Linked DNA regions of Mus musculus: all the other regions are linked to region 2. Evidence: chromatin contacts called from public HiChIP or PLAC-seq data. All regions are on one chromosome and are shown on one strand. Each heading gives the region's core, a stretch centred on a gene start, on an enhancer-like site or on the middle of the called end of the contact. The rest is flanking DNA. Distances are from core to core; before and after follow the strand shown. Region 1 has its middle 160 kb from the start of Gm12511. Region 2 has its middle 66 kb from the start of Gm12519. Region 3 has its middle 55 kb from the start of Gm34628. Region 4 has its middle 140 kb from the start of Gm12511. Region 5 overlaps Gm12506 (a long non-coding RNA gene). Region 6 has its middle 58 kb from the start of Gm42291. Region 7 has its middle 87 kb from the start of Gm12511.

The links. HiChIP or PLAC-seq counts read pairs in DNA pulled down with a chosen protein or histone mark.
Region 1: a FOXA1 HiChIP or PLAC-seq map of pancreatic cancer cells shows a contact between it and region 2. The contact joins two enhancer-like sites. A contact is called at or near these places in 1 of 15 datasets of contacts at CTCF or cohesin (the NIH/3T3 cell line) and 1 of 115 datasets of contacts at active chromatin or transcription factors (pancreatic cancer cells).
Region 3: a FOXA1 HiChIP or PLAC-seq map of pancreatic cancer cells shows a contact between it and region 2. The contact joins two enhancer-like sites. A contact is called at or near these places in 1 of 15 datasets of contacts at CTCF or cohesin (the NIH/3T3 cell line) and 1 of 115 datasets of contacts at active chromatin or transcription factors (pancreatic cancer cells).
Region 4: a FOXA1 HiChIP or PLAC-seq map of pancreatic cancer cells shows a contact between it and region 2. The contact joins two enhancer-like sites. A contact is called at or near these places in 1 of 484 Hi-C or Micro-C datasets (the N1E-115 cell line) and 2 of 115 datasets of contacts at active chromatin or transcription factors (fibro-adipogenic progenitors and pancreatic cancer cells).
Region 5: a contact with region 2 is called in an HNF4G HiChIP or PLAC-seq map of pancreatic cancer cells. The contact joins two enhancer-like sites. A contact is called at or near these places in 1 of 484 Hi-C or Micro-C datasets (bone marrow-derived macrophages), 1 of 115 datasets of contacts at active chromatin or transcription factors (pancreatic cancer cells) and 1 of 9 other capture datasets (embryonic stem cells).
Region 6: a FOXA1 HiChIP or PLAC-seq map of pancreatic cancer cells shows a contact between it and region 2. The contact joins two enhancer-like sites. A contact is called at or near these places in 1 of 15 datasets of contacts at CTCF or cohesin (the NIH/3T3 cell line), 1 of 484 Hi-C or Micro-C datasets (palatal mesenchyme) and 2 of 115 datasets of contacts at active chromatin or transcription factors (fibro-adipogenic progenitors and pancreatic cancer cells).
Region 7: an HNF4G HiChIP or PLAC-seq map of pancreatic cancer cells shows a contact between it and region 2. The contact joins two enhancer-like sites. A contact is called at or near these places in 1 of 15 datasets of contacts at CTCF or cohesin (the NIH/3T3 cell line), 4 of 484 Hi-C or Micro-C datasets (adipose-derived mesenchymal stem cells, bone marrow-derived macrophages, embryonic fibroblasts and 1 more), 7 of 115 datasets of contacts at active chromatin or transcription factors (the NIH/3T3 cell line, cardiomyocytes, embryonic stem cells and 4 more) and 1 of 9 other capture datasets (embryonic stem cells).

Annotation. Positions count from the first base shown.
Region 1 is chr4:55,730,682-55,734,188 of GRCm38.p6, reverse strand. No RefSeq gene overlaps it. Among named protein-coding and RNA genes, the nearest start is that of Gm12511, 160 kb to the right of the region's middle. Within about 2 kb of position 1,963, at least 131 of the 459 cell types and tissues checked have an H3K27ac peak or open chromatin away from gene starts, as enhancers often do. A contact at or near this core is called in pancreatic cancer cells, where this site is marked.
Region 2 is chr4:56,064,701-56,068,020 of GRCm38.p6, reverse strand. No RefSeq gene overlaps it. Among named protein-coding and RNA genes, the nearest start is that of Gm12519, 66 kb to the right of the region's middle. Within about 2 kb of position 1,605, at least 4 of the 459 cell types and tissues checked have an H3K27ac peak or open chromatin away from gene starts, as enhancers often do. A contact at or near this core is called in pancreatic cancer cells, where this site is marked.
Region 3 is chr4:56,531,816-56,535,013 of GRCm38.p6, reverse strand. No RefSeq gene overlaps it. Among named protein-coding and RNA genes, the nearest start is that of Gm34628, 55 kb to the right of the region's middle. Within about 2 kb of position 1,668, at least 71 of the 459 cell types and tissues checked have an H3K27ac peak or open chromatin away from gene starts, as enhancers often do. A contact at or near this core is called in pancreatic cancer cells, where this site is marked.
Region 4 is chr4:55,706,431-55,709,912 of GRCm38.p6, reverse strand. No RefSeq gene overlaps it. Among named protein-coding and RNA genes, the nearest start is that of Gm12511, 140 kb to the right of the region's middle. Within about 2 kb of position 1,817, at least 31 of the 459 cell types and tissues checked have an H3K27ac peak or open chromatin away from gene starts, as enhancers often do. A contact at or near this core is called in pancreatic cancer cells, where this site is marked.
Region 5 is chr4:55,592,099-55,595,459 of GRCm38.p6, reverse strand. All of the region lies in intron 1 of Gm12506 (a long non-coding RNA gene), which reads right to left. The region is part of intron 2 of Gm12511 (a long non-coding RNA gene); the gene reads right to left. Among named protein-coding and RNA genes, the nearest start is that of Gm12511, 22 kb to the right of the region's middle. Within about 2 kb of position 1,874, at least 25 of the 459 cell types and tissues checked have an H3K27ac peak or open chromatin away from gene starts, as enhancers often do. A contact at or near this core is called in pancreatic cancer cells, where this site is marked.
Region 6 is chr4:56,372,444-56,375,873 of GRCm38.p6, reverse strand. No RefSeq gene overlaps it. Among named protein-coding and RNA genes, the nearest start is that of Gm42291, 58 kb to the right of the region's middle. Within about 2 kb of position 1,408, at least 59 of the 459 cell types and tissues checked have an H3K27ac peak or open chromatin away from gene starts, as enhancers often do. A contact at or near this core is called in pancreatic cancer cells, where this site is marked.
Region 7 is chr4:55,656,801-55,660,480 of GRCm38.p6, reverse strand. No RefSeq gene overlaps it. Among named protein-coding and RNA genes, the nearest start is that of Gm12511, 87 kb to the right of the region's middle. Within about 2 kb of position 1,355, at least 19 of the 459 cell types and tissues checked have an H3K27ac peak or open chromatin away from gene starts, as enhancers often do. A contact at or near this core is called in pancreatic cancer cells, where this site is marked.

The DNA.
Region 1 (3,507 bases), core at 714-3,213, 330 kb after region 2:
GGGATATGTGTACATAGAGACTGAGAACTGATGGCGGTCATCTTGGAAACATGCTAACTGTGTCTGTTTGGGCAGTGACTACAGGGATCTCTTCGGTTTGTGACAGTCTAGCAAGCCACACACCTGTGATATGTCCCTCTTCCTGTGCATATAATTGCAACAAAAGGGTTTACATTTGAACTGGATTATTAAGAAGAATAACTCCACTTGCGTTGATCAGGCTGATCTCTTTGTGGCCCTCCTGTGTGTTAGTGGATAGCCCTGCCTCCCCAGAGTCTCCTGACCCCATCCCCAGCTTGAGTTAGAGATGTGAACTCTTTTGGGCTTCTTTTCCTGTGAAGGCTTCATTCCAACGAGGAAGCAAAGCAACACTTGCCTCACACTATTAGCGTGAGGAAGGACGAGACAACTTTAAGTAAACTTCCAGCCTATCTTGGATGCTCCGTGAATGAGCATTTCCGTTCAAACTCTGGCCACTTGCACAGACTCCTGACTCCTCTGCTGACAGGGATTAGGAGTTTAGACTTCTTAGAAGTCCTGACAGGATTCCAGTGAGCCCAAACCCTCCCTCCTCCCTGGGGTCCTTCCCTATAAACAGAGTCCTATAAGTCTGTGCTCTCTCTCACCTGCCACCCTACATGGAGGCCTGGGTCAGATGTGCTGAAAACACTCTGTGGCCTCTAGAACAGGGCCAAAGTCCCACAAGTGAAGTGACAAATGAATCAACTCAGCCAGGGCTTAGTCATTCTTAGGTACTTTCCACACAGACACATCGAGATGGTTACCAGAGAAAAGTCTGCCTGCCGACCTCACAGCTGCCCAGAGAAAATGTTGTTGTAACCTTTCCTTCACAGGGGAACAAGCAGCATCACTCTCCTTTCCTTCCCGTCCTTTCTGGAGCGAGATGCCCTGGCAAGGGAGCTGAAGTGCTTGTTTTTGTTTACCCTGGAGGAAGTTTCCAGATAGTTCTGAATCCAGGGCTTTGAATATGGGGCCGGCCCTTCAAGTCTTAGGCACTTAATGTCTAAGTGCATAAACAACTCCTCAGAGGCCACTGTCACTGGCCATCCAGATTCTCGGCCTTCCCAGCTAGCTCTCTGGTCAACAAGAGTATCCTTTAGGCTTTCAGATTCCAGAAAGACTGTGGAAGACTGTCCAAGCCCCTCACACTGATGTAGAGCGAGCTGGCTTCGCATACTTGTTATCCCAGAAATCAATAGGTCAAGCAGGAAGACTACCATAAGTAGTACCATACCAGCCTGGGCTACTTAGTGAGTGCTGGGTCTGCCTGGTCGACAATATGAGGTTGTTGTTTGCTTGTATGTATGTATATTTGTTTGTTTGTTTGTTTAATAAACAAAAATGTCTTCCCTTCCACCTGAGACATTAGATTGTAACTTCCTGGTCCCCTGTTCTTGCTTCTTAGTAATGGGGATTAAGAGTGCTCACCCAAAAATGGAGGGAAAGGCACATGAAGAAATGATCACAGCCTGGAACTCTCGCCCTCTGCTCCAATTCTTCAATCATTTCTGTGCAACCTTTCTCTATTTAAATTTCCTCTTTTACTTCCTATGTACTATCTCATTCTGTCTCCTCTCCTCTCCTCTCCTCTCCTCTCCTCTCCTCTCCTCTCCTCTCCTCTCCTCTCTTTTCTTCTCTGTTATCTGTATTTTTTTCTGCCTTGTTTTTAAGCCTCAGTCCAACCCCTACCCCATTCATAGCCATTTCTCTGTCTGGTATAGCTTTGGCGTGCAGCTATTGAAAGCTAGCCAGACTCTGGTTAAAAAACGTTGCAATTCTTGGCCGGTGTTTCTCTCCTTCCAAACGAGGGTGATGTTTCAGGCATAGGAAGTCCTGCCATCCATTTAGGCCCCAGGGAAGAAAAATAGCACAGCCTTTGTGTGTGGCCTTAGGTGGATGGTGAAGTGGGCCTCTGCATACTCACAGAAATAAGTCTGGTGTTTCAGAGAATTGTGAAATGTGTGCAGGCAATGTGTCATCCCAACAACAGTGAGTCAGTCTCCAGGCCCAGGCCCAAAGCTGGCTGCCTTTGCTTTCTAAATAGAAAGTGTATTCCTGGCCAGCCAGGCATTAGCAGAGGAGTGGTGGGTGAGTGAATGGACAGAGAAGCAGAGAAGACGTGCTAGTCCATACATCACAGGTTCCCAGGAAAATCAGGCTCCCCCTTTTCGGCCATCATTGGGAAGAGGGGCCCCTTAGTCTTGCAAACTTTATATGCCCCAGTACAGGGGAATGCCAGGACCAAGAAGTGGGAGTGGGTGGGTAGGGGAGCAGGGCGGGCGGGGGGGTTATAGGGGACTTTTGGGATAGCATTTGAAATGTAGATGAAGAAAATATCCAATAAAAAATTGAAAAAAAGGAAAATTTGTAAAAGAGCATTCTTTTTCCTTCTTTCCTAGTCACTTGAATCTGGTGTGTGTGTGTGTGTGTGTGTGTGTGTGTGTGTGTGTGTGTGTGAACTTTGCCCTTTGTCATTTATTTCAGCCTGAGCTTCCAGAGTGACCTTCCAAAATAAAGCCATAAAACTGCGACACAGTGGCCTAGATGACCTGAATGTGATAATCAGCCTCAATCAAATGGAGTTCAAAATCTCATCTTACCTTCCACTAACACTGTGAGAAGAGACAGAGACAGAGACAGAGACAGAGACAGAGACAGAGACAGAGACAGAGACAGAGACAGAGACAGAGACAGAGGCAGAGGCAGAGGCAGAGGCAGAGGCAGAGGCAGAGGCAGAGGCAGATAGAGACAGAGACAGAGACCAAACACAGAGAACATTCATGCATATGTATGGGTATTATTTGGGTATTACTGAGTAAATTTCCAAGCTCTCTGGAATCTTAGCATCACATTAGCTAAGAGGACCTGTCTGTCATGTATACCAGTGCTGTGTGCATGTGTGTGCATTCATGTATGTGTGCATGTCTGAGGGTACATCACTGGGTTTAAAAAACAATCTCTTTAGAGTCTCTGTCAATTCAAAACAAAACAAAAAACCCCTGCCTGCTCTTTCATGAAGTTTAAAGAAGGTAGCAACACTCACAGCAGGCGAGCATGGCATTCAGATGTCCTTATCTAACAAAAAGATGCTGTAGTTTGGAATGAATGTCCCCAGAGACCTATGTATCTGATACTTGGTCCGCATTCTGTGCTGCAACTGGGAGATCATAGGATGCTGAGGACATAGAAACTTGTGGAAGGAAAGGAGGTCATTGAAGGAGAGATTTGAGACCTGCCCATTTATGACCACAGTGATGTACTGCTATTCCAACACTATCAAATTCTGGACCAACAAGACCAGGGATTGAAACCAGGAACAAAAACAAACGTTTCCCTTTTATAAGTTGACTACTTTGGGTATTTATGTCACAGTGACAGAGAGCTGACTACCAAGAAGAGTCACAGCCTTAACTCCTCTTCATTCTCCAGCCTTCGGGTTGTTCTTTGGGTTGTCCTTCCAGAGAGTTTGAGCACTAGGCAACTTCA
Region 2 (3,320 bases), core at 356-2,855:
CAAGAGACAACAACAGCAATAATTCTTATTTTAGTTAATAACATGAGTAACTTGCCACTATGTAGTAAAAGATATTTTTTAAAAATGGGATTTGGAATCTTGAGTTCCAGGTTTGAATCCTGATTTTATCACTGGTAGGTTTTGTGTCCTTTGACAAATGACTCTGTAAAGTTCATTGTTCTCATGTAGAAAGTATATATGCCATGGAACTGTTAAGATTAATAAAATACACAGTAAGCTATTATTCAAACCAGAAAATAAAATGGAGTGCTCTGCAGATGGCTGTCCCCAGTATTGCTGGCTTGGTCTTCAGCAGGATATGAATTTCAATAGCCATATTTATTTAGGGACAATTGTCTTGGAGTGATTGTTAAATCTTGCCTGGCAAACTATGTTCTTTACGTTCAAAACTTGATTATCCAGTCTTGAGTCCATAAAATAGATTTAATACATTTGAGGAAAAACTTGATGCTAAGGCACAAAAACCCCTCATTGTACCTTAGTATGTGAAGTATTGCACTGCATCCAAAACCCTCTCCTGAGAGCTTGCCCGCTGGTATTGACAGTCTTGTTTGATCTTTTCCTCTTGCATCAGGGTTGAAAAATCAGATAGATTATCCAAAGTTTAACAACCATTCCAAAACAATTGTTTATAGACTCTTCTGACCATCTACAAACATGGTCAAAGTGATCACATGTCTCTTCGGAGACTAAGTCACAACAGGTTTATGACTTTCATCTTGGGCACCTCTCTCTCTCTCTCTCTGTTCCTCTCCTTTTGACTCAGAAAAGGTAACTACCATTTTATGGCAGATTTGCTTGAGAAGGAGCTAAGAGTCATTATCAGCAGTGGTATAAAGAGCTTACAAATGAACCTGCAGCCTCAGTCAAACCTTCTGAATGCAACCCAGCGAGACAACTTGACCACTGCCTGCCCCCACTCTGAGCTGAACAGCCAGATCCATGCAACAGCTATCTGAATTCAGAAACCATATGAGTTCATAAGTGTGTGTGTTGTCTTTAGCTATTCAATTTCAAGGTGATTTGCTGTGTAACAGACAATAGCAATGATAGGGAATGTGATCTTTGCTTCTTTTATATGTGAGAAAAATATAAAGCCAGGTACTTCTGTCTATGAAACAAGCAAGCTATCCTAAACAGGGGAAAAAAACCAACATATTGTTTTCAGATAGGAATTTTCGGTTTATTTTAATGGATCACAGAACAAAGTTTTATAAGAATGAGTAATACAAAGTGAATGTGTAGCAGGAGCCAAAAGATAGATGTTTTCAATACAAGTTTCTTTTCTTTCTATCATCTGAATGTTAGATTCTGGAAATAAAGCTGAATATATTAAGTGTAGTTCTTACTCTTAAATACCTTATAGTCTGCTGTGAAAAATAACTGAAATACCCTTATTGGATGATGACTGAACACTCTAGAATTTATCAGAACTCTGTAAAAATCCAATACTTAGCATTCAAGTGATCTTGGGCAATTGATTGGTCATAGAGACCAGCACTGAGGCCTTCACTAAGCCCTTCATGTCTATCTTCTCCCCCAGTCTTACCACACGCTAAGCTCTTTACCCATGTTACCCCATTTAATCCCCAGAACAGTCCTATGACTAAGCACTATTACCTCACTTTTATGGATTAGTACCTATCTCATTGTGTTGCTAAGAGAACTAATATATTTAATCCAAACAAAAAGCTTGGCCTGGCCAACAGCTTGTAGTAAATGCTAAGTAAATGAGTGCACCTGGGGGCAGGTACCTGCTATGGAGTCAGACCCTCAGAGAAGGGACATGTGTGAAAGTTGTTGGAAAAGGATGTGTGAAGCTGTAAGGGGGTTTAGAATGGAAAGTGGGAAAGACAAAACGATAAACTAAGGGTATGTTCGTGTGGAGAGAATTCCTGTGCTCACAGAAGGCTCCAATTCACTGGAGCCTTGTCTAGCATATCTTAGAAATGCGGTAGGCACTAGGGTAAAGAAGGTAAACTATGTATTTACCAGTTCTTTTGCTTTGTTGATTGAGCTGCTCAGCTTTTCAATGTTTCCAGCCTGCCCTTAGTAAAATCAGATAAGTCTGGAGATCAAAGCCAAGGTGTAGAAATCCTAAGTACAGGAAGTGTCTTCATAGCACATTTACCAGGGGATCCAGAGAGCTTCAATTATAAGAAATTATTAATATCCCCACTGCCAATAACAAGTCAATCATATCACAGGATGCTTAGAAGAGTGGTAAAGGAAATTTATGGTTTGATTTTGAAATGTCATCCACAAGATCTTGTGTTTGAACACTGGGTCTGCTCCTAGTGACATTGTTTTAAGAAGTTGTAGGACCTTTGGGTATGAGGCTAAGCTAGTGGGGATGTTTCACAAGGAGTCAGTCCTTGAAGGTTGTAGTTACCTTGGTTACCAGTATCTCTTTACTTCCTGTCTACTGTCATAGGAAGGTGCAGCAGCTAACACATTCCCATCAACACACTCAAAAGCCTCTCTGTCATATTAGAACTGTGGTCAAAATAAACATCTCCTACCCTATGCCTTGTTTATGTCAGCTGTTTCATCACAGTGATGGAAAGAGTAATTAACATAAAATAGGGAATACATTGACACAGAGCAGAAAAAAAAAGTCATCTCCAATCATGGGTAGGGAAGATCAGAATGGGTTCCTTACAGATGTGATGGCCAAAAAGAAGAGAATAACAGATTGGGGAAAAAAGGTCAGAGGAGTACTACATGAAGAAGGAAGCCTATATGAAAAGCCACACCAAGAAACAGGAACAAAGGCCTGTACAATGAAAGACATCTTGGTGGTTGGTCTGAACTTGGAGTTAAAAGAGCCATGAGAGAAACGTTTCAGAAAGCCACCACGGGTCGTGTTGCTCAGATCTAGTCAGACCTGGGCTTTGTCCTGAGAAGAATGGGGTCTACATAGGTTTATGTTCTTCCATTTGCACAGGTCCCCATGAGGAAAGGGAATTAGGGGAAAGGAAGAGAGAGAAAGTAGCTGCCATGATTCAGATACGAGCCCACATGACTTGGCCAAACTGGGGACAATGAAGCTTAATAACAAACATACATCTCTGTGTTGGGGGTTAGGAATCCAGGAAGAGCTTATGTGGAGGCTATGACTCAGGGTTTCTCAGGGAGTCTACAACAGCTGCCTCTGAAGGCTTGCCCGGCTATTGGCAGGAGGGCTTCATTCAGTGCCATGTAGAACTCTCCCTACTGCCACCCAATGCTCATCTGACATCACATCTGGCTTCCTCCATATGACCAATCCCACAGAGGGTCAGCAAGAAAGAAGCCAG
Region 3 (3,198 bases), core at 419-2,918, 470 kb before region 2:
TTCAGTGGCAACACAGGCCACAGACATCAACACAGACCTGGACAAAGTAAGAAAACTAGAATCTTAAGGGGTTAAGACTGTGGTTTTCATCCTGTGGTCACAACCCCCACAGGGGGTCACATATCAGATATTTACATTAATGTTCATAACAGCAGCAGAATTACAGTTGTGAAGTTGCAATATGGTAATTTTATGGATGGGTCACCACAACATGAGGAACTGTATTAAAGGGTCACAGCATTAGGAAGGTTGAAGAACTACTGGATTAAGGGGTTATCTGTGGCATTTCTCAGGAAGAGGATTATGGAAAGAGAAGAGGCTCTAGGAAGAAAGTTCCAGAAAGCTTACACCCAGAGGTGGACAGAAGAAGAGGTATACGTTGTAGCATGGGGAGCTAGGAGAAAAGGCAGCTTCCTAGGTGCGGAGGAGACTAGAGTTGGATAATCCTGAGGGTGGATGAGAATTTTTCTGCATTTGCAAAGGTCACTAGTGACTTTTAGGGACCCACATCTCAGCCTCATGAGGAAGACATGAAGTCTTTTCAGAGCTCAAAGGTGAGTCACAGTTGAGAAACAGCCGTGGCTGTGGGGTCCACTGAGAAATATACAATGTTATCAGAAGGAGACAGTATCTCTTAGGGGCTGAGGGTATTTCTGGAGTGTTTGCAGTGGGGAGGATGTGAGTCAGGAGATGGATGAGGGAGAGTAGCTAGCTTGGGTGAAGCAATGTCTTCATCCATGGGCTCTTTGCTTTCCATGCAAGTGCTTTAGGGTGGGTTTCTTCATCCTTGTCTGACCCGTGAGTGTGAGTAACTCTACCTCTGAGAGTGCTAACTGAGGAGCCAGGCTTGTTTCTGACTGGTGAGCTAGTTGCTCCAATTCGGGAATCTGCACTCAGAGCTTAGAGCCACAGGGACATGGGTACTACTTAGCAATGATTGACCCTCTGAGTGAGAGAGGAGATAAACAGGTGTGTGCGTGCGTGCGTGCGTGCGTGCGTGCGTGTGTGTGTGTGTGTGTGTGTGTATATATATATATATATATATATATATATATATATATATAGAGAGAGAGAGAGATTGATTATCAAAGCAGCTTCAGGCCTCCTAGGTTTGATCTGGACCTGGGCATCAGGCCAGTGCAGCTTGTCAAACCAGGTTCTGTGGGACTGTGCCCAGGGCTGCTGAGAACACATAGCTCTGATCGGTGTGTACAGGCTTGTTTGACTTGAGCTGGGTTTTGCTTTCCATCAGAGGGACACCTGAACCTCCCCTGTAGGTAGTAACTCAGGCTCCGTCCCTATTGCTCTTGTTTGCTTTGGTTACTCAGTGCAGGAAGCCTCTGTCTCCGTGAATGGATCCTTTCTGAGTGCTGAGAGCATTCTTGGCAGAAGGAAGCGTTTCCACTTCTATGGTGGTGGCTACCCCTATGGAGGACCTGCTCTAGGTCTCACGTTCTGCCAGGGACTTTGTGTGCCTCTGACTCACAAGCACGCTGGCCAGGTGACTGCCACCACATGCGTGAGGACTCTGTGGCTGTGTGAGGGTCACTGAGCTGCCCAGGGTCATACAATCCTGGGGTTTTTGTTGTGTCTTCCTTCTCTTAGTTGCCTCTTACTCATCACCGTGACCCGACTCACCAACATGTGTCCATGTATCCAGTGCCAGACAGCCTGCACCTTGGCCCACATGCCCCATTATGGGGCCCCATGACTTAACCCTCTATTGTTTCTTTTAGAACAGAGGCTGTACATAAAAATAGCAATAAAACTCTTTACAATTCACCTCCCAGCCTTCGCTCTCTGCTCAGACCATCTGCTTCTTAGTGCCCTAGAGGGAATGATCGGAGGGTGAGTCTGACCACGTCACTTCGGAATTTCAAAGCTCTCGGTGGCTGGTCCGTAGCTGCTGGACAGAGGCCAGACCTCTTCCTTTGGCACACAGAGCATCCCTTCATGACTTGGCTCCTGCTCATTTCCCGAGCATCACCTTTCACAATTCCTGCCTCCAGACCACTTATGTTTCTGAGCATGACACTGAATAGCTTCCTATACTCCTTGGCCCTACTTTGCTTATGACGTTCCTGTGACCCGGCTTTCCCTTATCCATTTCCTTATTTGGTGAACTCTCAAAAGAGAACCTTTTCTGTTACATGATTTCCAAACTGCCCAGGTGGAATCAGTTCTGGAACATTCCTCATGGAATTTTCCTTGGTTATCTTTCTGACTTCCATAGAGTTCGTGGGCAGATCATCAAAGTCTATACACCTTGCTGTCCTGGAGGCCAGCTCTGGGCTCAGTGTGCAGCTGGCACCAGTCAATGGGCTTTTGGTGCAACTCTGCATTTCCAGAGATGCCATAGAGCTAGTTTAGTGACCTCAGAGGCTGGTGGGGGTCACTTAAGGTCATATTTTCACCACAATGTTCAGATTGGAACTAGCTGGAGAAGTTGGGTGAAGGGTCAAAGTCCATCTCAATTTGTAGCTGGACCAGGCTCACCTTACATACAAAGAAGAATAACACCCTTTTCTGTTTTCCTACCTCTAAAGGTGCCTGATGGGCTGGTGAGAAATTCTCACACAGGAATATTTTGTGGTCCTGCAAAGAAAGAGATCAGGTGCTTAATGATATAACTTTAATTAGGGACTCTCTTAATTTAGAATCAATTTCTGTTCTCATCACCATCCCCTTCCTTCCCCTACCAAAGGTGCCATGGCATTTGTACACGAAATCTACTAGTCTCTCTCTGTATTTCAAGTAGCTACTTCCTAAATTTGGATTAAATTGAAAAACTCTATCTTTATGGGATGGAAAATGTTGCCATGTCCTGTTTAGGGATAAGGGGACTCAGGTTTAATTACATTTTTGACAACCATATCCTGTGTGTGTGTATGCATACATGTATGATTTATTTAAACAAAGTCCCATTATATAGCCCCAGCTTTCTTCAAACTTGTTCTTCTCCTGCTTGAGCCTCCCCAGTGCAGGGATTAGAGGCACCATCTTCCATGCCTGAATTGTATCTTCTTTTAGAATAAAGCATCCTGCAGCTTTCCACAGACATCACTAATTATATACAAAGTCCATCAAATGTCGTTTTAAGACCCAGTGGATGCCATCACTCCATCACTCATATATCGTCATTATTACCACATCCAAGGGTGAGCAGGCTTCTTCTCCCCTCAGCTGTGTGCGGAGCCT
Region 4 (3,482 bases), core at 568-3,067, 360 kb after region 2:
TAGTACTGCATTCTAGCTTGCAGTCTGAAGAAAGTGGAGAAAACCTTCTGCTAGCTAGCTCCGGCTCGTTCACATACATTGAAGTTCTTATGGCATTCCAAGATCTCACAACCTACTCACCCAGTGTTTCAAACAGGGAAACTGGGTGAGCAGATGACACAGGAAGCAAACCAAACCTGAGACTTCCAGGTAGGACCTTGGGCTTCAGACTCGGGGTGGGGATTTCCCAAGCTCATCATCTTAAGCATCCACTTGGGGCCCACTAGCAGAGATCCCATGTGCTGCTTGTGGACAGGACACTGGCCCTTTTGGCTCAAATTGAACTATATGGGCCTGCTTCCCTGAAGCAGTTAGGGTACTTTCCTTCTTGGACAACAAGATTATATCCTTTGAGTTGTATGAAATTTTCAGAGCCAGGCCACAGGGAGCTTTCTCTGCCTCAAAGGAGAATGCAGACATAAGTGCTCAAAATGTCTTACTAGTAAACTAGAACTTGCAAAATTCTCTTCTGTCCAAGCCAGTTCTTTCTTTAAAGGCTGTTATGACTCAAGTCTCTCCCTTTGTTATCAGGATTGCTTCCTGATGACCTACCATGAACTACAATTCTCTGACCCTTTCCCCTTATCTCCCTTCTCTGTGTCACATGAAGGCCCCATTCCCATCAGGCAAAACAGCACACCACCTAAGCACAATACATTGTTGGGAGACTTTATGCTATGGTTTGAATCTGAAGTGCTTCTCAAAGATTCATAGTTTAAAAATTCAGTCCCCAGCTGCAGTGCTACTGTGGAGATCTTGGGAAGTGGGGATTGGCTGGCAAAAATTAGCTGCTAGTGGTAGACCTTGGAAGGTTATGCCTGCCTCTGGTACCTTTCTACCTTCTCCTTCCTTTAACAAACCACACATGCAAACTCACACACCATGGACAGAGCCATGCCTTCCCTGCCTTAACAAATTGAAATCCTTCTCAAGTCATGAGCCAAATAAGGCTGTATGCCTGTATTGTTTCTAGCCCATATGTCTGTCACAGAAACAAAAGAGTCTCTCCTACCCTCTATATGTTCGTTTACTGTGCTATATCCACCACAGGAATCCATTTGTGCGCCTTATAAGATGCTGTCTGAAGACGAGGGAGAAGGAGAGCTTAAATGTGAATAAGAATGCTCAGGAAGGTTCCCACTGAGAGGCTGGGGGCTAGGGCTGAAGATGGATCAGGACAAAGTGAGGAGAGGACAGGAGTGTGAAGCCTGAGCGAGGGTGGCTACTGATGGAGCTGGGAGGACAGGAAGACAGCATTGGCTCAGCTGGAGAATGAACTGTGAAAAGGTCAGGCCACAGCCAGACTGGGAAGGATCAGTGGTCTATCTGGGGAGCTTGGATTTCCAACTTGCTGGGTGCTATTGTTTAATAGTGTGTGGCATTTGTGAACTTGGCAGTCAGAAGGCCGATGCAGGAGCATTGCCATGGTTTCAAGGGTAGCTTGGTCTGATGAGTATCAGGGTTACATAGCAAAACCCTAAGAGATAACAACAACAACAACAACAGCAACATAGCATAGTTCTCAAATTTAAAAAGAAAATGAACTTTGGTTTCATGAAGCTGAGCTGTCAGGGAACCCAGTCTACGTGATCCGATAAGCATCTATTTTTTTTACCTGTGTACTGATTAACGTGGATCACATGACTTCCCGTTAACTCCGGGTGGCACTGGGAGGACGTTTCATAACAGAATTGCTCTTCTGGATTGCTGGGACATAGAAAGGTAGGAGCCCTGGGTGGATCATTATGGCTCCTTGGCTATATAAATTCTCCAGAGTGTAACAGAATGACTCACAGTGAAAACATGAGATTGCCATGCAGCTTGTCTCGAGATAGCCATCCCAGCCAAGAAAAGCCATATCCATGTGGCATCTGGCCAGTGGGTCCCGGCATCTGCTCAGCAGATGCTCCTCCCCCACACTGGATGCGATTGGCCGCTTCCTGAATCACTCTCTCCCAGGGACTACATATATGAAGAGAATACATCATGTTTTCATACTCAGTCTACCACTTTTCACCTCAGCCTCACTTTCCCCCTTTGTCAGGCAGAGATTACAACAACCATCCTTAGAAGCCTCAGAGAGTTGTTAAATGATGAAAAGTACCTGGCTAGTATGAGATCCTAAGATTTACAAGTGTCACTTTTGCTGAGGCCCAATCCTGTTTTCACCCAGGTTTTGTAATGAGTAGAGAATAAGGAGCTGAGAACCTTAGAAATAAAAGCTTTCTTCCCAACTATGCAGCCATATATCATTTCAGACCAGGCGAATCACTTAGGCAACAAGGCAGGTGGAAGAGCTACATAGCATGAGCACATGACTTCCTGGGACCATGCTGGCTCACCGCAGAGATGAGTGGACGTTCTTTGGATGACACTTTAACCTTTCACCACCACTTTAGTTGACCTTGGGATTGAAGGGTTAAAGGGAAATCCTAGGGTGACAGTATTTACAAAATCCAATGAGAATTCTAAGGCTCCAGGTACTCCAGTGGAACAAATAAACCATCAAGAAATGGATTCATCTCAAGCAGGAAATGAAAATGACTAGAGTTCCAGTGGTTAGTATGTGTCTCTCTTGTCTACATAGTCTTGGGCAGGAGTTGACTAAACAACAATTGATCTAAATTAATTTTAATCTCTGATATTAGAAGGTGTTGAATACTTCACATGAGAAATGTAGTGATTTTGCATGGATATTTTACCCGTTCCTTGGTGGCGATTGAGTCTTTCCTGTGAAGTTGGACTCAAATTCTCTTCCTAAGATGGCCACTCTGGAGAAAGAAACAATTTTTCCAGAATTAGTGTAGATCAGTACCTTTGAGTTGGATAGAAACAACTTGCCATACCCAATGTCATCAGTACAAGGGAAAGACAGAAAGCATTTAGGGTGTAAACTAAAGAGGAAATTCCGACATTTTGGGTGTGTGGTCTCAGCACTTAGGAGACAGATGAATGAGGATTAAGAGCGAAGGTTATTTGCAGTGACAATTGAGTTTGAAAAAAGCTTGAACTATGTGAGACTCTGAAGGTAAGAATGAAAAAAGAAAGAGAGAGGGAGAGAGAAAGAGAGGAGAGAGAAGGAAGGAAGGAAGGAAGGAAGGAAGGAAGGAAGGAAGGAAGGAAGGAAGGAAGGAAGGAAGGAAGGAAGGAAGGAAGGAAGGAAGGAAGGAAGGAAGGACAGAAAGGAGAGTGGCAATGTATTAAATAATCTCTTTTGAGTGTATCCTTAAGCAAAGATGAAGTAGTAGCTATGGTTGGTGAGAACAGTGCGGCAAGATGCCTGTGTCATTGTAGCCACTGTTTGGGGTAAGATGGCAGAGCACATACCAGGTGACCCTGGGGAAGGAACCAACACAGATCAGAGATGTTATCTTACGCATGCTGGGCAAGCTCCAGCTCTGGAAGGGCAGAGAAAAGAATACAACAATGATGCTGAGGTATAG
Region 5 (3,361 bases), core at 625-3,124, 470 kb after region 2:
CTGGGGCCTGAGCTTTGAGGAACTGCAGCAGACTGTGCGCGGGAGGAGTGTGAAGCTCACCCTGTGTCCTCCACTCCCCCACCACAGTTGTCTGGCCTGAATTTTTCTGGACAGCTACACACTGTGCAGACACCATGTTCCCTGGATTTACAACTCCATTTATAATGTTCTGGGTGAGGCCTGTATGGATGTTTTCCTTGCTCTTCTTTGAGCTGAGTGGGATTTCTTACAGGAGACCTGGCTGACACGGGAGAGGGCCAGGCTCCAGAAAAGCATCAGAAAGCTCTGCTTATCTTCCTCTCGGCTTCCAACCTTGGCATCTTGGCCTGGGTCTAGAAAACAGGAGGAAAAGCTATCTTCTTAGAGTTGAAAGTTTATCTTAGAACTAGCTTTACGTATCCCCAGATTTCAACAGCCCACCAGATGCCCAGTTGAGCCGTTCTCAGAGACACTGTTAACTGTCTTGTTGTTGTGATAAAATATATTGATGAGAGCAAGAAAGGGGAAGAGGAGGTTATTTGTTCTCCTGGGTGGATAGCCCAGCCCTTTATGTCCAAGAAGGCGTGACGGTGGGAGCTTGAGCCAGCCGCTCATGTTACATCCACAGTCGGGAATCAGAGAGGAATGAGTGCTAGCTTTCTCCATTTTTATACAGTCCAGAGAATGGTGTCACCCAGTTAGGATGGGTCTTCCTACACTAATTAACCTAATTGAGAAAACCCCTCACAGACATGCCCACAGGCTTGTTTCTCTGGTGTTCTAGGTCCTTCCAAGTTGACCATATTAATCTACCATGCTATCGGTCCCCAGAATACAAACATTCTGTATTTGTAAATTCTCCTCCTCCTCAAACTTCATTTTAAACTCCAGTCAAAGCTTGAGATGTGGTTTTTTTTTTCTTCTTTTCATTATGTTTGTTTATATTTTAGTTATTTATTTGGAAGGAAAGAGTACTTAAGTGTCACAGCACACATGGGGTGGTGTCTCTCTTTCCACCATGTGAGTCCCTAGGATTGAACTCAGGTCATCCGGCTTAGCGGCAAGCACCTTTACCCACATAGCCAGCTCATTGATCCTGTCTTAGTTTTGTTGATACAGGGTCTCATTCTTGTCCAGGCTGACTTAGAACTCCCTACATAGTTTAAGCTGCCTGCAGCTCAAGGCAATCCTACCCAGGCACACTCCTCACAGGCGTGAGCCACCACACCCAGTGCTTTCTGGGCCACTCGGGATGTGGGACACTTCAGTTCAACCTGCATATTCCCACCTGAAGAGTTCCTCTGTGCTCCTGCTGTCTCAGCACTGAGAGAGTAGGACAGAGGATGGCCAGTTCAAGGCCAGGCAGAGACACATGGCAAGACTGTCTCAACGAAAAGCAAAAGCAAATAAAACAAAAACAGTAACGCTTACAGAACACAGCCAGGTACAGAGTGATGTGGGGAGGGAGATATGAGCAGGGACTCAGAGGAACTTGACCACATTTCCTCTGGAAGGCACAGGTGAGCATTCCTAACTTGTGTCAGCTTTTTGGGACAGTCACTCTAGAGGACTAAAAGTAATTTTGGATGAATTGTAAATTATAACTCTTCTGAAACATCCCTATTTCTTTTCTTTTCTTTCTTTCTTTCTTTCTTTCTTTCTTTCTTTCTTTCTCCTTCCTTCCTTCCTTCCTTTCTCTCTTTCTTTCTTTCTTCCTTTCTTCCTTTCTTCCTTTCTTCCTTTCTTCCTTCCTTCCTTTCTTTCTTTCCCTGCCTTGTAAACCCTCAGCTGGGAACACTCCTGGGTTACATACAAATTTTTTTTGTGTCTGTCAATGACCATAGAGGTCCCATAAGGAGCTGAATGTGTGGTGACTCACACCTGGACTCCTAGCTTAAAAGGCAAGGGCAGGGGGATCACCTCAAGATTGAGGGAAGCCTGGGCTAGGTATCCCATGTAGTTAAGGGTGACCTTAAATTCCTGATCCTCTTGTGAATGCCTTGGAAGTGCTGGGGTTGCTGACCTGTGCCACCACTTCCTGTTTACCCACTGCTGGGCACTGAACCCAAGGATTCATACATCCTAGGCAGACAACTGAGCTAACCCCCAGCCTCAAGCCCCACACCGGCTTGCACTTTTTCATTTTGCATAGACAGCTGCTGCCTAGCAACACTGTCCTGCCGGGCACAGCAGAAAAGCCAGTCATCGTCAGCTGTCCTTAATGGGAAAACACCTTGATTGGTTTATAGTGCTCAGGGAAGGGCAAAGCTGCCAGGGAGAGAGAAGTTAAATACTAACTGGGGAGAAAACTGCCAATGGCCAGTTACTTCAGAGAAAAAGCTAGGTGGTGAGGAGGAGGATGACTAGGAAGAGGGAGAGAGGGAGGGAGGAAGGAAGAGAGAGAGGGAGGGAGGAAGGAAGGAAAGAAGGAACGAACGAACGAACGAACAAACGAACGGTGAGCCAACCTCTTCCTTGACTGCTCTGCTGGTACATGGGATCCAGTACAGAAAATCCCCCAAATAAAAAAATAAACGCAGTACACATCTGTCTCAGCTACCCGGCATAAAATAACCAAGGAGACCTCTGGCCTTCTATCCTGAGTCACCCGCCTGGCGCCTCTCATGCCTCTTGGAAAGTCAGGGGTTATGGGGTCAAATGGGCATAGATTAAAAGACTACTCATCTCTTTCTCTTTCTCCCGGGCTCTCCATCGGCAAGCTGAGGGCTGATAACAGTTTTTGAAGATCTGGGAAGGACTGAGAGAAAGCTAGTACCCACTGCCATTCTTGATCCACGTGGGTCATTCAAGGTTGGACCACGTTGCTGCTTTACCCCACCCCCCCATCCCCCCCACCCCGCTTCCAGCAGCACATTCACTTGTAAGTATGGTCTCTCTATCAACCCCTCACCCTAGAGAAAAAAGGCTCAAGTGCTCACAGTCCCCCAAGTTTGATTGTATACCCACTACTACTTTGGGGTACAGCCCTGCCCTGCCCTGATGATGCTGTCTTCCCATCTTACATAATAAAGTTTTATACAACCCTAAGGCTCCAAACAGTGATAGGAGAGTGTGGAAAGCAGGGCGGGTGCTGTTCATCCCTAGTTACACTCCAGTGGGAGCAAGATGCTGCTTGGGGAAAGTGCTTCTCCTGCTTAATAAAATTCAGACTGGTGCCAACCTGGTGAGACAGGGAGACATGGGATGGGAGGGAGGTGTGAAACTGGAGCCTTGGGTAGGTGTCCTGGCACATGTTGTTTTAAGAACAAAAATCTCAGTCATTCAATTTTACCAATAAAGATTCAGGAGCCACAGGCTGGAGTAAAAGTCTACTAGCTCAGGGAGGCAAAGAAAGCACCCAGCTGACCTTCCTATTTCCACC
Region 6 (3,430 bases), core at 159-2,658, 310 kb before region 2:
GCCACTGGTGTGGCCCATAATGGAGCCATTTATCTCTCTGCAGCTTTGTGTCTGTACAGCTATCCCTAGTACATGCCACCTTCAGTGTGCCTCCCGTACCGCAGCCTTTGAGAAGCAATGCTTAACAGACTGGAGTACTTCTGACACTCCTAAGATAAATTCCTGAATCTACAACAGAGGCGCTTACAAGGTGCTGTCTCCAGGGTCCCTCGGGGAAATGCTTTGAGGAGAAAGTAATGTCAGTCAGTGCGCACCCCTCCCTCCACACACCCACCTTTCCCTTTGATCTTAGCATGTTTACCTGTGGCTTACTGGTACCAAGACAAACTAGGTATGGAACATTGGGCTTTGAAATAGGTCTGGTTCTCCAATAGGCGTTCTTTGAAGTCAGATCCATTATGTATTGTTTATTGCCTTTCCAAGCGTGCCCACATGTATTTCTAAGACCAGGGCTCATCTTTACTTATTCAAAAGAACTCCAGTTTGTTGCCATATTGGCCATCCTTTGATTTTTTTTTCTTTTTTAAGAAGAGTGAAATAGTACCTCTGGAGTCCATTTTGTCCACTTACAAAGTATTTTAACAATATACGTTAGGGGCAATTTTACATCTCTCTGTACCATTACTATCTTCCCAAGCACAATTATATGTCAAGTGAACAACTCAGAACTCCTTATGCCCTGTAATAAATCATCAATGTAATGGGTAAAAAGAATTTGTCATTGTTCGCTGTATATACAGAGTTATGTGGCATCTAACCTCAAATTTCTTTTAGATCACATATAAATACATAATAAAATAATAATGCTCATTAGTCAACACCAAATATAAGTTCCAGATGTTTGAACATCAAAGTATTTATAGGCCTATAGAAACTGCCTTGAAACAGGAACTGCTCCTCCGGAGTGGGACAGCAAGACAGGGCTATGAAACCTTCTTGAGTCCTCAGAAACAAAAGCTATTCTTGTTTATGCATAAATTATGAATGACTTTATTTTTTAAGGCTGAGTCATTGGCCAGTACATGTGTCTACAAATCCGGTTTCACAGGCGAATGGGAACTGACCAGACTAACAAGAATTCTACAACAAATCACTTTTTCCCCATTTTGTCTGGGGGTTCTGCCACTGCTCTTGTTAAGGCACAGTGGAGTTGGCGTCTTTGGCTACTTGCCTTGCCACAGACCCATACCACTTAGTTGCCAAGTAAGGGCTGGCTGCTCAGAACACAATGGCAGGGCAATAGGCTGTGGAAGAAGGGTCTCCACAGCTCCCTCAAGTGGTGGGACTGAATGCTGGCAGTAGGGTCTCTGGAAGGAAGCCACCCCACCCCCACCTCAAGCTGATGCCAATTCCAGAATTGCTCCCCTTCCCAGCCCTCAACTTAGTGGCCTTATGTTCACAGTGAGGGTAGGAGAAAGCCCTGGAGGCTCTGAGAGTGACTGTACCACTTAGTCACTGACTGATCTTTAGCAAATAAGCTGACTTTCCTCTTAAAATTTCTCATTCATAGAATGAAGAGTCATACAGAATCACCTTTCAGGTCCTGTCCATCATCGATGAGCTATGATCTGATTTTGATTCAACTACACAGGAAGAATGAAATGTATTTTAAGTTTATCAATACCACACACGCACCCCCCCCCCAGCCGATGTTCAATACGGCTAATGAGTGGTTTCGTTAATCATGACTCAAGAGAGAATTTCACCAGCAACACAAACCTCCCCAAACGAGTAGCTAGCTATCCTTTGCTGCAGCAAGGAACAAACTTGGAGATGTTAGGTATTTTCTGGGGGATTTGATATGAAAACGCCATATCCATATAGCTTGTTGGCAACATGAAAAACACGTCTCTGTTGTTCTTTTCTGCCTCAAGTCTCCCTCACACAGGAAGGAGAGAAAGGAGGATGCTTCACACTAACAGTGATTCAAACTCTCCAGCGACTGAGTCTGTGAATGTCAAGAATTCAAGCATGACTTAGTCACCCTCATTTTCTACCCTAAATGCTTTCTGTTGATCTCTATAACCACAGAGGAAGTATCCTCTGGAGAGAAGTGTTTGTTTCTTAAAACATCACAGAGGCAAATTAATATTTGAATCTGAGTTCCATGGAGCTTTTTTGGGGGGAAGCCATTTTTGGGTGGAGACAATCAAACTTCTTTTTATCCTCTGCTCAGAGGGAATCTATTTATATTAGCACACTTGTCCGTGCTAAGAATCTTGAGATGCTGGGGAGATGGCTCAGTGGGAAAGAACACTTTCATGCAAGTGTGAGGACCTGAAGATGAATCTTCAGTAACCCTGGGAAAGAGCCAGGCGTGGCTATGTGTGTCTATTAATTGGAATCCTGGGGAACAGAGGCAAGCAGGTCCCAGGAACTTGCTGGCCCATCAGGCTAGCTAAAAAGACAGACTTCCAGTTCACTGAGAGACACTGTCTCAGGGCACTCAGGCCGTGAGTGACAGAGAAAGGCTCAATGTCTTCCTCTAGCTTCCACATGTGTGCACACAGTCCCAAGCACATCTGTATACTCATTGTGTAGACATTACATACAGCTTCCTCCCCCCCCAGAAGTCTTGACTTCCCTCTGATAAACTTTGACAAATATAAAAGATCAATAGCAGTCACATATTAGTTTTCATTAAGAAACGACTGCAAGCGTCTACCATCAACATGGGATAATGGCAGTGTGGACTAGAGATGATTTACACCTTAAAGCCTGATATTGCACAATTAACAATAAGCTCATTATTACTTGATGCATTTGCTCAAACAGAAACCACATGTGACTGGGAATTTGAAAACGGAACAGACGTTGGCAAATGTTTCCCAAATATAATACACCATCCTGACAGCTAATGCATCAGCAATGTTTACTTCGGCAAATGTTTCCAATTTGGAGGAAGGGGAAAAATGGAGTGTCTAATAATAACCTCTTACATCTGAATACAGTCTGATGCTTTGGAGTTTAAAAAGCACTTTCCATGTATACATCCGCTCAGCTGATCCTTCCAACCACCCTGGGAGGTGGGCGGGATGCACATTATATTATTGTCCAACAATTTGTAGCTTCCCGGCTTGTCATGCTGCCTCGTGTCTGATCATTTCTCACATGCTCTTCCTGAGCCCTGGAACACCCTCTTCTCCCTCCCCTGCCCCATTTCTCATGTAGATAAGTCCCAATCAGCTCTGAAAAATCAGCGTGGTTAATGCTGCTTTTCAAATAGCCTGGAAGCTTTCAGTCTGGCATAGATGGTACACTTCGGTGTTTTCCCCTTCTGGCCTATGCCACAGGGCAAGGATGCCTTGCAGTGAACCCATCTCTGCTTTTCTGTGTGTTGCTTTTCTCTGCTCTAGCTTGAAAGCCCGGCTTCACCTTATTTAATGTCTGTAGCATCCTCTATTGTTCCTATCAAATAGTGAGGGCTCTA
Region 7 (3,680 bases), core at 106-2,605, 410 kb after region 2:
GACTTCCGGACAACAATGATGAGGGTCTTAAGCTCATGCCCACAGTGACACACCTACCCCAACAAAACCACACCTCCTAATAGGGCCACTCCCTGGGCCAAGCATATACAAACCATCCCAAGAGGCAACCAGACATTTAAGAGCAGAAGAATGCAGTGAGGTGCTGTAGTGTCTCTGTCCAGCTTTCCAGAACCAATTGCATACATCTCCCTAAGCATGCAGTGACTTTACCTTGCTAACTGAACATCAGCGGTGAGCACTGAAAGCACTGAGCCAACGATAGGGATAAAGGCTTTCTTGGAGATTGGATCATCTCACTTAGCTGATGATAATGTAGGATTCTATGCAAGCACTTGCTTTCATGTAGAAAACCCTCCTACCAGATCCTTAAGAACCCATTCTTCCAATGACAGGGGCCACTGAGGTCATTTACTTGGTAGAATGTTTGTCTAGCATGCCCAAAGCCCTGGGTAACATCCACAGCACTGCATGAAACTAGACATGGTGACACATCCCTGTAAACCCAGCACTGAGGAGGAGGGGAAAGGACATGTTACTAGCAAGTCTGAACCAGCCTTAAAAAAAAAAAAAAAAAAAAAAGTTACCAGCCCACTTTTGCTCGAAGGGTTTTGCAGAGGGTAGCATAAGGTAGATTTAGACTTTGTCCTCTCTATAGTCCTCTGGCCACACTGAGCTGATCAAGGCACCCTTGCCTTCCCTTTCCTCCAAGTCCTTTCCCTGGCTGCTCTGTTTGTCATCTCACCTACCCATCATAGAAGATGCTCTGGTTCCTGTGTGCCTCTATGAAGGCAGCAGGATGACCGTGGGCCATCCTCGCCATCGCTAAAGCCTTGATTTCCTAGGCTGCCAAGGAGGGAAATATGAGCTGCGTTGTCTACTGCACAGACTCGTGGGAAAGAAACAAGATGGTCCCAGGCCACACAGGAGAGGTGAGCACAACAAAGGCACGGACTGCTGAGCGTCAAGCTGGAAGCGGCTCTGAAAGCATGGAAACCAACCTTCTCAACTTACAGAAGGGAAAACCCAGGCGCGTATTCCTTGGCTCGGTGACCGAGGGCCGTGGAAAAACATGATCTCCTGGGCGTCCCAGAAGACCTCTCTCTTTTGCCCACCACGGACATGTGGGCACCACCAGGACAGACCTCCCAAGAATGAGAGGCTAGGACTAGAGTAGAAGCAATGACTGCCCACAACTTTCTCAGCTGTGGTTCAGTAGAGGAAGAGTGAATCTGAGAAAAAAGAGAGGGATGTGAGCTGTTGGGGCCGCTGCCACCGCTGCCGCCACCGCTGCTGCACAGAGGCCCTGCGGTGTTACCTTGTGTGGTCATGAGCACCAGCTGACTCACCCCACATCCCTGGCACTCCCAACCCCATCTGGAGAGAGGAAGGATGAGAGGTAGAGAGGGAGGCCCAGAGTAATGGAGCTATGCAGAACTGAAAGATCCGGTGGGAAAAAAAAGAGTTAGGACACAAGCTGAGCTCTTAAGGCAGCTGTGCTTGGGCTCCAGGGAAATGGTCATCAAGGACTTACTGTGCTCCTTGAAGGAGATAGAGAGGGTCAAGGCTGGGTTAAGTATCGCAGAGCAGATGGCATCAGTAAGAGTCCAGAACAAGGACAAGGGGCACTCTGCCCAAGTCCAGGAGAAAAAGTACAGAAGGCAGGGACTTGTGGCCCTCAGCTGTCTCCTAGAAACTCAGGGGGAGGATTCAGTTATGGTTTTAATCATTTTTTTCATTACCCAAGCAATGCATTCTCAATGCAAACAATGCAGACGTTACATAGAGCAGAAACCTCTCTTGGGAGCCACTCTCCCCAGAGACTCATTCTGATGTCCTCCTGCCTTCTCAGCCTCTGCGCATGAGTTTAAGCCTGTAGATGTTCATATGGGAAGTTATGCAGCTGTGTGCAGATGTGTGGCCATCTGTAAAGAGGATCAGCCATGCAAGCCATCCCAATTGACGTGTTCACACCCTCGTTCCACGGGACACCATACCTACAGAGCTTCGTGCATCCTTTGTAAACTGTCACCGTGCAGTTCCATAGCCAGGGAGAGTGATGGAGTTGCCTAACCACGCCCACACTGAAAGGGGTTGTTTTCCCCAGCCTTACATTTCCAAGTAGTATACCAACAAGAGTCTTTCCACGAGCTCGCTAACTAGGAATCAAATGAAAAATACAAGATGGGATTGCTGGTTCATGCCTACAGTCAAAGTGCTTGAGAGGCCGCGGAGTAGGAGGATTGCCGTGAGCAGAGCTATGTAGTGACACCCTGTCTCCGATAAATTACTACCCAATACATAAATATCCAAGAGAAAACATAATTTTAAAAAGAAAGCTATATTATATATAATATACACACATGTATATACGTATGTATGTATGTATGTATGTATGTATGTATGTATGTATGTATGTATGTGATGAGAGCAGCTTATCTGTAAAGTTATCTCCCCAAGAGGTAAGAATTTCCTAAGAAATGTGGGAATCTCAACCCAAAACATGTCCCTCGATCTAAAAACCCATCTGGCCTCAGATACTGCAGGCGTGTTGCCAAGAATTGTGATAGCCTATACCCAAGATGGGACCGAAATGTTCGATAAGTTGCTTCCATCTCCATGTGCAAGGGTTCTGTATGCTTTGTGCCCCTTAGTCATCATTTGGGTGAGTTCTACATATTTATGCTTGCTCTCTCTTTTTTTTTCCTTAATCTGTCGTCATATATCAGTCCCCTCGACTTTCTAATCAAATCCAGCTTTTCAAATGAAACTGTAGCTGGGTGTTTAGCTGGCTAAGTGTTGTGTTCTTCCCCATAACAGGGAGGGAGGGAGTGACATGCTATCATGACAGTGGCTCCTTCTCAGTGGACCCAAGAACCATATGCTGCCACTGCACAGTGTGTGCTTGTCCTGTACTCAGGGTGTCAGCTTTGTGTCCCTGGATGCTCAAAAGTGGAGTCAGCGTTCCCACTGCTGCTCTTCAGAAGGGAGAAAGGCTAGGGATGTAGAGCCCCTGTCTAGCATGCCCAAAAGCGGGGTTTAATTCCAACTACCACATAACCTCAGCACCACAGATTAACCAGGCAACTTATACATCAGGCACAGTGGCACACGCCTGAAATTCTGGAATTCAGGAGGTAGACATGGGAGGATGAGAAGTTCAAGGTCCTCCTTGGCCATATAGCAAGTTCAAGGCTAGCCTGTGATACCAGAAACGCTGGCAGGGGAGGGAAGGGAGGGAAGCTTTAGAAAGGATGGAGTGAGGGAAGGATGGAGGAAACGGGGGGGGGGGAGAGACGGAGGGGAAAAAATGTCTGAAGATACCCTCTCTTCAAATGCAGTATTGAAAATGTCTACTGGATTCTTGTTCCCCAGGGTCTGTCAGCCATTAAGCCTTCAGCAGCTTTGAGAGAACACTGGACAAATGTACTTCCAAAGATCTAGGCTGGCCTCACAGGGCAGGGGTGCTAAAGAGTCAGTAAGGGGCGGGGATTAAGTTCATTTCCCCTGAAACCTTACCTTGACCCTATGCTCAGTTGCCCAATCATTCAGTCACTTATGTCATACAGCAGTGGCTCTCAACACATGTTTCCTAAATAGCTGTAACAGTTTTACCTGGGACAGGTCACAAAGACTTTTTCCCAGACTCAGCCCACTGGATT